Regions from separate parts of the Mus musculus genome. Here region 1 is linked to region 2. Evidence: chromatin contacts called from public HiChIP or PLAC-seq data. All regions are on one chromosome and are shown on one strand. Each heading gives the region's core, a stretch centred on a gene start, on an enhancer-like site or on the middle of the called end of the contact. The rest is flanking DNA. Distances are from core to core; before and after follow the strand shown. Region 1 overlaps Atp6v0a1 (ATPase, H+ transporting, lysosomal V0 subunit A1). Region 2 overlaps Stat5b (signal transducer and activator of transcription 5B).

Region 1 (4,966 bases), core at 848-3,347, 220 kb after region 2:
ATGCTCTGCGTCCCTTGGATGCTTCTGTTTAAGCCGCTGATCCTTCGCCATCAGTACCTGAGGAAGAAGCATTTGGTGAGTGTCTGTCTGTGGCTGAAGGTTACTAGACTTTAGACTTTTTCCTCGCCTAAGATCCAGGCAGCGCCTTAGAGGATGTAATTAACTGTGCACACGTGCATGTGTTCCGTTATGGATTTGGGTTACATATGAGCATGAACCCCGGGCCTGCCAACGTCAGAGACACCTGGATCGGAGAGAATAAATCACTATGTTTTTACCTTTCCTGGTCGTGATTTTTGTCACGCTCTCGGCAGCAGAGGCCAGCCCTGGGCCCACACGTCTAGATGCGGCATCAGCCAAATATCAAGGTTAGGAGAGCTGCAGACAGTGAGCTCACTCGTGTGGTTTGCCTGGGCAGCCACAGGACTGACCCAAAGACATATTTTTTTTAATGAAACTATGACGCTTTCACCAACTGACACACCTGGAAAGGATCTGACTTAAAGCACACTGATTTTTTTTTTTTTTGTTTCTTCTTCTTCTAAGAAGCAGCATATATACACACAGGTGTTTACTTAACAGATGTGTGTATACCGACTCTACACACAGACACACAAAGTTAAGCTTGCCAAATGTTCGATACTGCGTGTAATTTCTGGCTATCCCATAATGCTTACTGCATTGCCCGGGAAAACCCAAGAGATCTTATTGCATGAGTCCCATGGCTGTGAGATGATCCCTCCGTTGGAGAGCAGCTGAGTTACAAGACCCTCCTTCTCCCTTTTCTGACCATCTTCATCCTTTCATGTGCCCTCCATTCGTCTCCCCTCCCTCTCCCCATCCCTCTCTCGTTCTCTTCTCCCTTCTTCTCTCCCATTCACTATCAGGAAGGGCAACCCGTGGAGGCCCCAGTCACACCAACCCCGAGCCAACAGGGACTAGAGGCAGCACCGGCTGCAACAGTGAGTCACTTAACTCCGACAAAGCAAAATGTTTGTTTAAAGAGGTGGCAGACAGTGCAGGTGAATTCTTTTTTAATGCTGTTGAGAGCGTGGCATGTGTGCTCACTGAGACCATGACAGAGGAGCCATCTGCCTCTTAGGAATAGATCAGGTATCGTTTTTACCATTGGCCTGCTAAGTTTCTGTTTGGTTGTGTAAGTACAATCCTATCTTCAGGAGCCAAGTGGCCCTCTTCGAGTCCCATCATCTTACTCCAAGACGGCAGCTTCTGGGCTCATCCACTTTTGTGTCTGTATCCTGTGATCGTGTGTGGGGTGGGTTTTCAGCATGGAGACAAGAGGGGCTTGGACTCTTTCATTGATGTCTTTGTTCTTTGTGCTTGTAAGCCCTTCTTTAAGGGATCCTTGTCCTTGTTTTGGGAGTTCAGTCTTTAGAGAAGGTCTGTATCTCTTTCCCTAACTGGGACACAGAAGGTCTTGTTTCTTCAGCTGATTTCCTGAGCCACCCTGCGTGCTGCACATCTGCCAGAGCCATCTGTCTAGACCCTCACTTCTTCTGTACCTACAATTCAGTGACAGCACTTTGAATGTCAGACATTTGACATCATTTTACCAGAATCTTAGAGTGCACTGTGTCTATGCAGCCTCACATCCGAGATTTTCAATCTCGCAGGTCAGGATTGTTCTGTTAGCATACACCGCTTTAAGGGGAATGCATGCTTATGCCAGACAAAATTTTAATCTCGCTGTGTGAAATTATTTTCAAGTTGAGGAACACACTGCCCAGCATTGATTTTCTTTCCCCATCATCTTTTCTTGCTTTGTCCTTGCTTTTTTCTTGCATTGTTCTCGATGCCTTTTGAGTGTGACTCCATCCTCCATGCTGAGCTCCACAGTAACCCCTCCTCATCTGGAAGCTCTCCCACTCATGGCGTCTGCTCAGCTGTGTCCCTAGCTGAATCTCTTGCTGGAGAGCAGCCCAACAGCATCAAGGTGACCACACTCCAAGAAGGACCCTTGACCCTTGACCCCACGTATCTGCTCCTGCTCTGCTTCTTGTCTCCTCCGTTGTCTCCTTGAGTGGCGTTGTCACAGCTCAGCATTTCTTTTCTTGTCTTTGCTGGTGTGTCTCTCATTTCCTTCCTGTAACTCTTGTTTCCTGAGCCGTGCAGGGTACTCGTCAGAGTCGGGTTAGGAGGTCTGACCTGTCTGTTCTCACTTCTTCTGGCTAGGGAAGTCTTAGGGAGATGGACTCTGTTTGGGGGATTTTGAATTCGGACGCTTTCCTCCTCTGCCCTGTAAGACCCAGGCCAAGATACAATGGAGTCTCCCCGCTCCGGCCCCATGCCCTTTATAATGCTTAAAGCCCCCCTTCTGAAGGTAGTTAGGCGACATTTGAGCCTGACCGGAAGTGCTTACTTCAGTGATTTCCCAGATCTGAATCACCTAGTAAACTTTGAACATGGGCATTAAAACAGGTGAGAGGAAGGAAAAGGCAAAAGTGACCCCTAATCCCATGAACTGAAGGGGGGGGGGGGAGAGAGAGAGAGAGAGAGAGAGAGAGAGAGAGAGAACTTTTATACTAACCAAGAAGTCTCAGTGCCCTGCCCCCTACCCTCCTCCTCCAGGACATTGTTATCAGGTGGAGTCTTTGCCTTCAGCACATATCTGTCATCTACTGAGACACAAGTAAACAATATGCATACCTAGAAGGAGAGCCATGTCTCGGGACCTATTTTAAACTGAAGCAATCTTCTGCCTCTCAGTGTTTCTTAATAGAGTTGTCTTCTTAGAGGCAATCTTTTTATGGTACCTAACATTGCTGGGTGTAGTGCATGCCTTTAGTCCCAGGCAGAGGCAGGCAGATCTCTGAGTTCGAGGCCAGCCTGGTCTATAAAATGAGTTTCAAGACAGCCAGGGCTACACAGAGAAACCCTGTCTCAAACAAGGTAGCTTCCGTAGAGCTCCTCCCGTGGCCTTTTCTGTGAGCCTTGTAAGACTGACTGATGCTACAAGGGGAGTCTACCCCAATAATAAATAAACCTTGGGGTCTGAACTGGCCAGCGAGTTGTAGTAAAAGAGGTTCCCCAAAAGCTAAAGCTAAGGAAGGGAGCCACAGGGAAGTTCCCAGCCCTGTCTCCACATTGTTCAAGCTTACTGGAGCAGTCACGCTGCAGGCAGGCAGTCCTCCAGCTTTGGGTTGATAGAACTCACAGGAAGTGGTCCAGGGGCTGCTTCCTCAGTCCCTTTCACTGTACCAGAACCCTCTGATGGAAAGGGATCTGCCTTACTTTACGTTTTTAAAACTCAGAATTCTTTAGCCACAAATGAGTGACTGTTAGGATGTTGTGATGTTTTGTTTTGTGTTCTTCCAAGACCTTGGGTAGCTCTTTGTTCCTACACGGGCCTGGTATATTTCTGGTAGATGTTGCTGGAACTCTTGGGCTCCTGTTGAAAGCCTGTCAGAGCAGGGTATACGTATCATGTCACCCACTGCCATCCCTACCCCCACACTGCACTTGGAAAGCCTCATCTTCAGTTCCAGCAACACTCAGGCCCTCTCAGACTTTACAGCTTAGCTGTGTTCATTGTGAGAGTGTTCATGCTCAGCTTCTCACCCATGCAGAACTCTGTGAGCATTGACCAAGGCAAGGTTGATTTATCTTGGTGTGACCGGAGGAGGTGGTAAAAGACAGGGCTGCCACTCGTGGGGTCCAGAGTGGTGGTGGTGGCTGGGGTGGGACAGTTACTTGTTTTTATGTAGCTTGTCCCTTTGGTGGCCACTGCTTCTGTTGATAGGATGTATGCCTTTCTGAGGATCGTATGAACTAACCATCACCCTTCCCCACCTCACAGAGTGCCGCATTAAAGCCCAGGCAAATACTGCTCTTTCTGTTCGTCTGTGTAGGGAACTCTCAACTTTGGTGGGATCAGGGTGGGCAACGGACCGACAGAGGAGGATGCTGAAATTATTCAGCATGACCAGCTTTCCACCCATTCAGAGGACGCAGAAGAGGTAAGAGCCGGGGGCGCGGGCTTCCTCTCCTTACCTTGGGCAGTCTAGGTCTTGTTTCCTAAAAGGCTTATTCAATCGTCTCCTTGAAGAATAAAACTACTAATGATTGGCCGCTGTCAGGCCCGCTCAGGACACCGCAGCTTGCCCTGTGGGGCCTGCTCTAATCTGTGGCCACAGAGCCCACCCAGCTTTGCTCTGCTCTTCTTGAATTCCTCGGGTCTGTGGTGCACTGCATGCGACCTCAGTGGCTAACTGCTCTCCACCCAGGCAGCGCCTAGCATCTCACCTCTTAGTAACCAGCAGCAGGGGAGCCTTCGGGATAGCGTCTTCATCCTCCGGTCCCAAGGGCCTCACACACACTGCCTAGCGGCTGTATTCAGGGCTTCTTTTTGAGGCCTGCCCCATCTGTGTGTTCTTGAGCCAGGGGTTTTTGTTTGTTTTTCAAGAGCTTTTAAATTTTGCTATCTGTCTTCTTTTTAGACTGAGAGGAATCAGGCCAGGCCAGCCTTTCCTTTTGACACTACTTCCAGTTCCAGCTATTTAAAATTCACTCTCCTTGCCCGAGCTTTCGTGGCGTAATGCCTGCAAACTGAACTAGTAGTTCTCACCTTTTCATTGAATTTTATTTTTATTTTTATTTTTTTAGCAAATAAAATAGCAGCAAGGGACCTAGGCTAAGTTTTTCGGTCTAGCCACTTTGACTATAGTTTTGGTTTTTATATGTGTGGGGGTTTTTTATTGCAAGAGTTGGGGTGCCTTTAAAAATATGTATCTTAATTCTGTGATTTCCCTTTATTGTGTGCTAAGGAAGAGTGCCTCCGACACAGTGTCCCGTTAACCACTCCTCCCCCAAATAGTCAGAAATGCATGTTCATAGCTTGTGACCGTGTGTGTGGCACGGCTTCCCACTAAGTGTGAATTTGTGTTTTCAAGCCTACCGAGGACGAAGTGGTAAGACCCGAGCCTTCATGTCTATCCGGGGCTTCTCT
Region 2 (4,516 bases), core at 1,637-4,136:
GGTTGCTAACCAGATAATATAGCCTATTTGAGGAGCTTCCAGGCCTGGGAGAGACCCTGTCAAACAAAAAAGAATGCTACACAGTTGTCTTCTGACCTACACACACACACACACACACACAGAGGAAAAGAAAAGAACACGTGACAAGTCCCTCTGAGATGCTCACATGGCATGCCATCAGCTCCGTGTGGTTTCTAACTACTCTCTCTCAGGTTGTGGTGGCAACAGAGATAGCAGGCTTTTTGTGGGAGGCAGTCCTCACAGAAGCTGGGCTTTGATGATGGAGTACTTAACCCCAGACTCAGAACACCCAGCTCGAGATGAAGACAACTGAGAGCTCCTGGCGTGAAAAACTTGTTACATAGGCTAAATTAAGCTGCACACTAGAAACTGTTTCATGTCTGACACAAAGCAAGCTTCTTACTTTCCACTCCTTTTTGTCTCTGCTTTACAGCAGCAGGGGTTTTGCACCCAGGGGAGAAAGCTAGCAGGAGAAACAGTGGTTCTAGGAGCAGAAGGAATGAAAAAATACCACGGAGGTATTGCCACATGTCACACACACACCTGTGTGCGCTGCATGTTCCTCAGTAAGTCTCTCAAGAACACCCGTGGTGTCTCTAATAGTGTCACTATGCTACAGGTGAGGCAACAGGCTTCAGAGTTAGGGCTCTCAGATTCCCTAAGAGGCCTCAGACCTTCTGAGAGCATGCGCCCAGCCTCACATCTTTGCTCATTAAAAATCCTCACTTAGTTAAGGGCAGTCGAGATGAGTCAGTAAGTAAGGCACTTGCCATCATGCCTGACAACCCGAGTTTGATTCCTGGGACCCACAAGGTGGAAACAGGAAACTGACTCTTACAGTTATTCTTTGACATCCACACATGCATGTATACATGCACGCACACGCACGTGCACACACTATTTTTTAAATTAAAAAAAAAATCCTCATTTAGCCAAAGTAGTTCTTTGTCTTGAGGGTGCTTTAGAGTAAAAGCTATAGAATAAATTATCCCAGAGTGCAACTTCCAAAGAGACCCAACCCAAAAGAAAGCTTTAAATCAGGTCTTTCTGGAGCCTTCAAGTACAACTGGAGGAAGCCAGAGGAGAGTTTGGTGCATCTTCATCTTTCTGAACCAATCAGAAGTCAGCTAAAGGCTTGGAGTTGTGAAGGTAAACAAAAGGAGGACCATCCCGTGAGAGGGCAGCTCTCTGGTGAGGTTAATACTTCGGTCTCAGACAGCTCCTGGGTCAAAATGGGCAGTGAGGTGTGTTCGGATGCCTGTCAGCTGCACTGCTATTCATCGCCAACACTAATCCCAGGTCATGCTCAGCTCTGGCTTTCATAAAGGGACAGTCACTCACACCAATGACAAAACAACCCACCAACTATCCCAGGGGGCAGGATAGGACTGGCTGGTTTAGGGGGCTGAAGCTGGGCATCCACCTGGGAAACTGTTCATACAATAGCAATAATTTAACTTCCATTTATCTAAAGCTGGGGCACCTGAAACCAAAGAGAAGGAGTAAGTTCCTGTGCTGCTAAATACTGATGGTAGAAGTAACTTTGTTGCTATCTCCGTGTGCTTTAAATATGAGTGTCAAGAATCCTCAGAGTTTACCATGCCATGCTATAAAGAAGCAGATAATGGAAGACAACTTCTGGATTGTCCCTTATGCATGACATGGCAAAACGGGGAACTGAGAGCGAGGACATCTGACAATATCAAGCTCCTAAGAAAGATGTCCCCTGTACTCTTTCACGCCTCAGTGGGAAACGGGACCTCGACAGTGCTGTGTCTTTCATCATTTTGAGCACCTCATTTTGAACAGACAGACTGCACCACCACTCTAGAGTTCCAGCTTACCCCTCACTCCGCTCGGTACATGGTAGGTATTTGGTAATTGAGTATTACATATCATTTCAGCGGATCTCCATGTCACAAAGGGAACCAAGTTGAGAGGAATAGCCAGCAGGCCAATTATTTTCTTCAATGTGTTATTTTTAACACATTATTTGTATCCTTATTAGAGGAGTAATGGGAGTGAATCACATTTTATAGAAACTCTGACGGAGGTTTTGACTCATCGTTAGCGTTAATCAATAGATGAACCATCCATAAACATCGTGACAAGTTTGGAAAATAGAGCTAACACCTCACGGCCGTGACTCCAGAGGAAAAGAATGACATGGGTTGCGAGAACGCTGAGCTGAGCTTGAAGCCTCAAGAAAATTCCCTTCATCTCCAAGCAAACGAAACCGGTTCCTTTAATGACACTGTGAGAAAGAAGCTGAGCATAAATGGTAGGCACGGCATTCGCCAACAGCAACAGCACACTCCTCGGTCACCATGCTTGCCACTAAATGCCACCCAGAGAGATTTATTACTATGCCAAAACAACATGACGAGGTCTGACATCCCCAGTGCAGATGAAGGTTTGGAGGATGACTCAGGGCTCACAGTGACACCTGTCACACACAGAACCCATGTAATCATCCCCCCCACCCCCTGAGAGTTCGCCATCTCAGCACACCATGCCAACTTTAGATATTTCAGTAGGAGCAGCCACCTTTGACTACAGACGCCTTTTAGATTCGAGATGTATTTCCATCGAGTATGGTATACTTAGCTATAGATGTCCCCTGTCCCTGCCAAAAATGACAAGCTGCTTGCTTAAAAGCTGTCACTAATTAGCTACTGCTGTAAAGAACACCAGAGGAGGTGCCAATAAAAGCATATTGAACAGAAAAAAAAGGCCCTATAACAAGGAGTGGGGGAACAGAACCTATTTGTGGCTGGTAAACTTTATACACACATGCAATCTAAATCTGGGAGAAGTGGGGGTGGGGCGGTAACGGCTATAGATGCCAGTTCCTCTTTAAACAGGAAGGGTGGGAGGATGCTCCCAGGGTACCAGTGCCACTGAGCTCCTCAATGCGATTTTTCACTGTTCCAGGATGACCCGAGTACGGTTAAGCGTTCACCGTCGGGTGCTCGCTCTATCTCTGGTACCTTAGCAGCTGTGTTTGAAAACACCATAAAAATGGACCTCTAAAGGCACATCCCATTGGCTTCAGTCGAGACATTTATGGCTCTGGATTGAACTGTTGGCCTTAATGTTTTACAGGCTGAGAAACAGGGCCAAGGCAGGCAATATGGGTCTACCTGATGTAAATGAACGGAGGACAAAGGGAAGAAAGCACCCCAGCACAGCTTATGTTCAGAGCTCTGGTTGAGACTGCAGAGCCTGGGGCTGAGCAGATGGCTCAGTGGTTTAGAGCACTTGTTGCTCTTGCAGAGGACCTGGCTTCAATTCTCAGCACCCACATAATAGATTGCAACTGTCTTAACTCCAGTTCTGGGGATCCCATGCCCTCTTCTGACCAGGCACACATACACACCTGCAGGCAAAAACCATTTAGACACACATAATTAAATAAATCTAGTCCACAGTCAGAGACTGAAGAGACAGCTTCCTTCTGAACATGCACAGGGACCTGAGTTTGATTCCCAGCACCCACACAAAAAGCCATGCTTAGAATGCCAGCCATGGGGACTGGGATTTAAGACAGGTGGCTCCCCGAGGCTTTCTGGCCAGTAAGAGACCCTGTCTAGATAAACAATTTGGGAGCTTGCCCAATGGTTAGTGTTGGCCACACAATAGAGAGGACTCACGTCCATATCCCCAGAGCCCGCATACATGTCCAGATGCATAGGGGCCATCTGTAATTCTAGCCTTGGGAGATGGAGATAACCCAGGGCAAACTAGCCAGAAAGACTAGCAGCATCTTCAAACTCTGGGTTTAGTGAGAGATCCTGTCTCAAGGATTAAGGTGGAAGAACAATCAAGGATGGTACTTGACAATTACCTCCTGTCTTTACATATACATACACACGCACACATATGTACATATATGTACACACACACACAGGAACACAGAATAAGGAAAAGAAGGTGGACAACTCCTGAAAAAACCTGAGATTGATCATCTATGCCTTCCACACAGGCGCACACACACATGCACTTGTACACACACACACACACACACACACACACACACACACAGAGTTCAGAACCAGAAGCTGAGATGTAGCTCAGTGGTAGGAGAGCGCAGGACCCTGGGCTCCATCCCAAGCACCAAAGAAAACAAGATTCTATTTGAAAGTCAGGGTTCCATGTTGCACAGGGTGGCTTTGAACTTGCTATGTCGTGAAGGCTGATCTTGAACTCCTGATCCTCCCCTACCTCCATCCCCGAGTGCACTTAGCACACAGGTAACTTTTCAAATCATTCTCCAAGACTATCTCCTCCCCTCCTTGGTGTAGCTCTAAGAACGTTACAGACATCCCAGCCTTCACTTTCACACTCTGGACTCTGTGCATCGCTCCTTTAAAGTGGACTAATAAAGGGCTGGGACTGGCGCAGAGGATCTGGATGCTTTTGTACCAACCACGCCAAAAACTTAGAATGAACAAGAAGGGAAAAGAGAAAGAGAGACGAGAGAGGAGGGGAGGGG

The links. HiChIP or PLAC-seq counts read pairs in DNA pulled down with a chosen protein or histone mark.
Region 1: an H3K27ac HiChIP or PLAC-seq map of microglia shows a contact between it and region 2, with 4 times the contacts expected there. The contact joins two enhancer-like sites. A contact is called at or near these places in 2 of 39 promoter capture datasets (both in embryonic stem cells), 1 of 15 datasets of contacts at CTCF or cohesin (large pre-B cells), 16 of 484 Hi-C or Micro-C datasets (embryonic stem cells, palatal mesenchyme, trophoblast stem cells and 1 more), 6 of 115 datasets of contacts at active chromatin or transcription factors (the HPC-7 cell line, double positive thymocytes, embryonic stem cells and 3 more) and 3 of 9 other capture datasets (adipose tissue, embryonic stem cells and liver).

What each region holds. Positions count from the first base shown.
Region 1 is chr11:101,044,549-101,049,514 of GRCm38.p6, forward strand. It overlaps Atp6v0a1 (ATPase, H+ transporting, lysosomal V0 subunit A1), which reads left to right. Exons shown (of 22, transcript NM_016920.4): 17 at 1-75; 18 at 3,870-3,977; 19 at 4,911-4,928. Among named protein-coding and RNA genes, the nearest start is that of Mir6928, 17 kb to the left of the region's middle. Within about 2 kb of position 2,098, at least 32 of the 459 cell types and tissues checked have an H3K27ac peak or open chromatin away from gene starts, as enhancers often do. A contact at or near this core is called in the HPC-7 cell line and microglia, where this site is marked.
Region 2 is chr11:100,823,920-100,828,435 of GRCm38.p6, forward strand. The region is part of intron 1 of Stat5b (signal transducer and activator of transcription 5B); the gene reads right to left. Among named protein-coding and RNA genes, the nearest start is that of Stat5b, 24 kb to the right of the region's middle. Within about 2 kb of position 2,887, at least 56 of the 459 cell types and tissues checked have an H3K27ac peak or open chromatin away from gene starts, as enhancers often do. A contact at or near this core is called in the HPC-7 cell line and microglia, where this site is marked.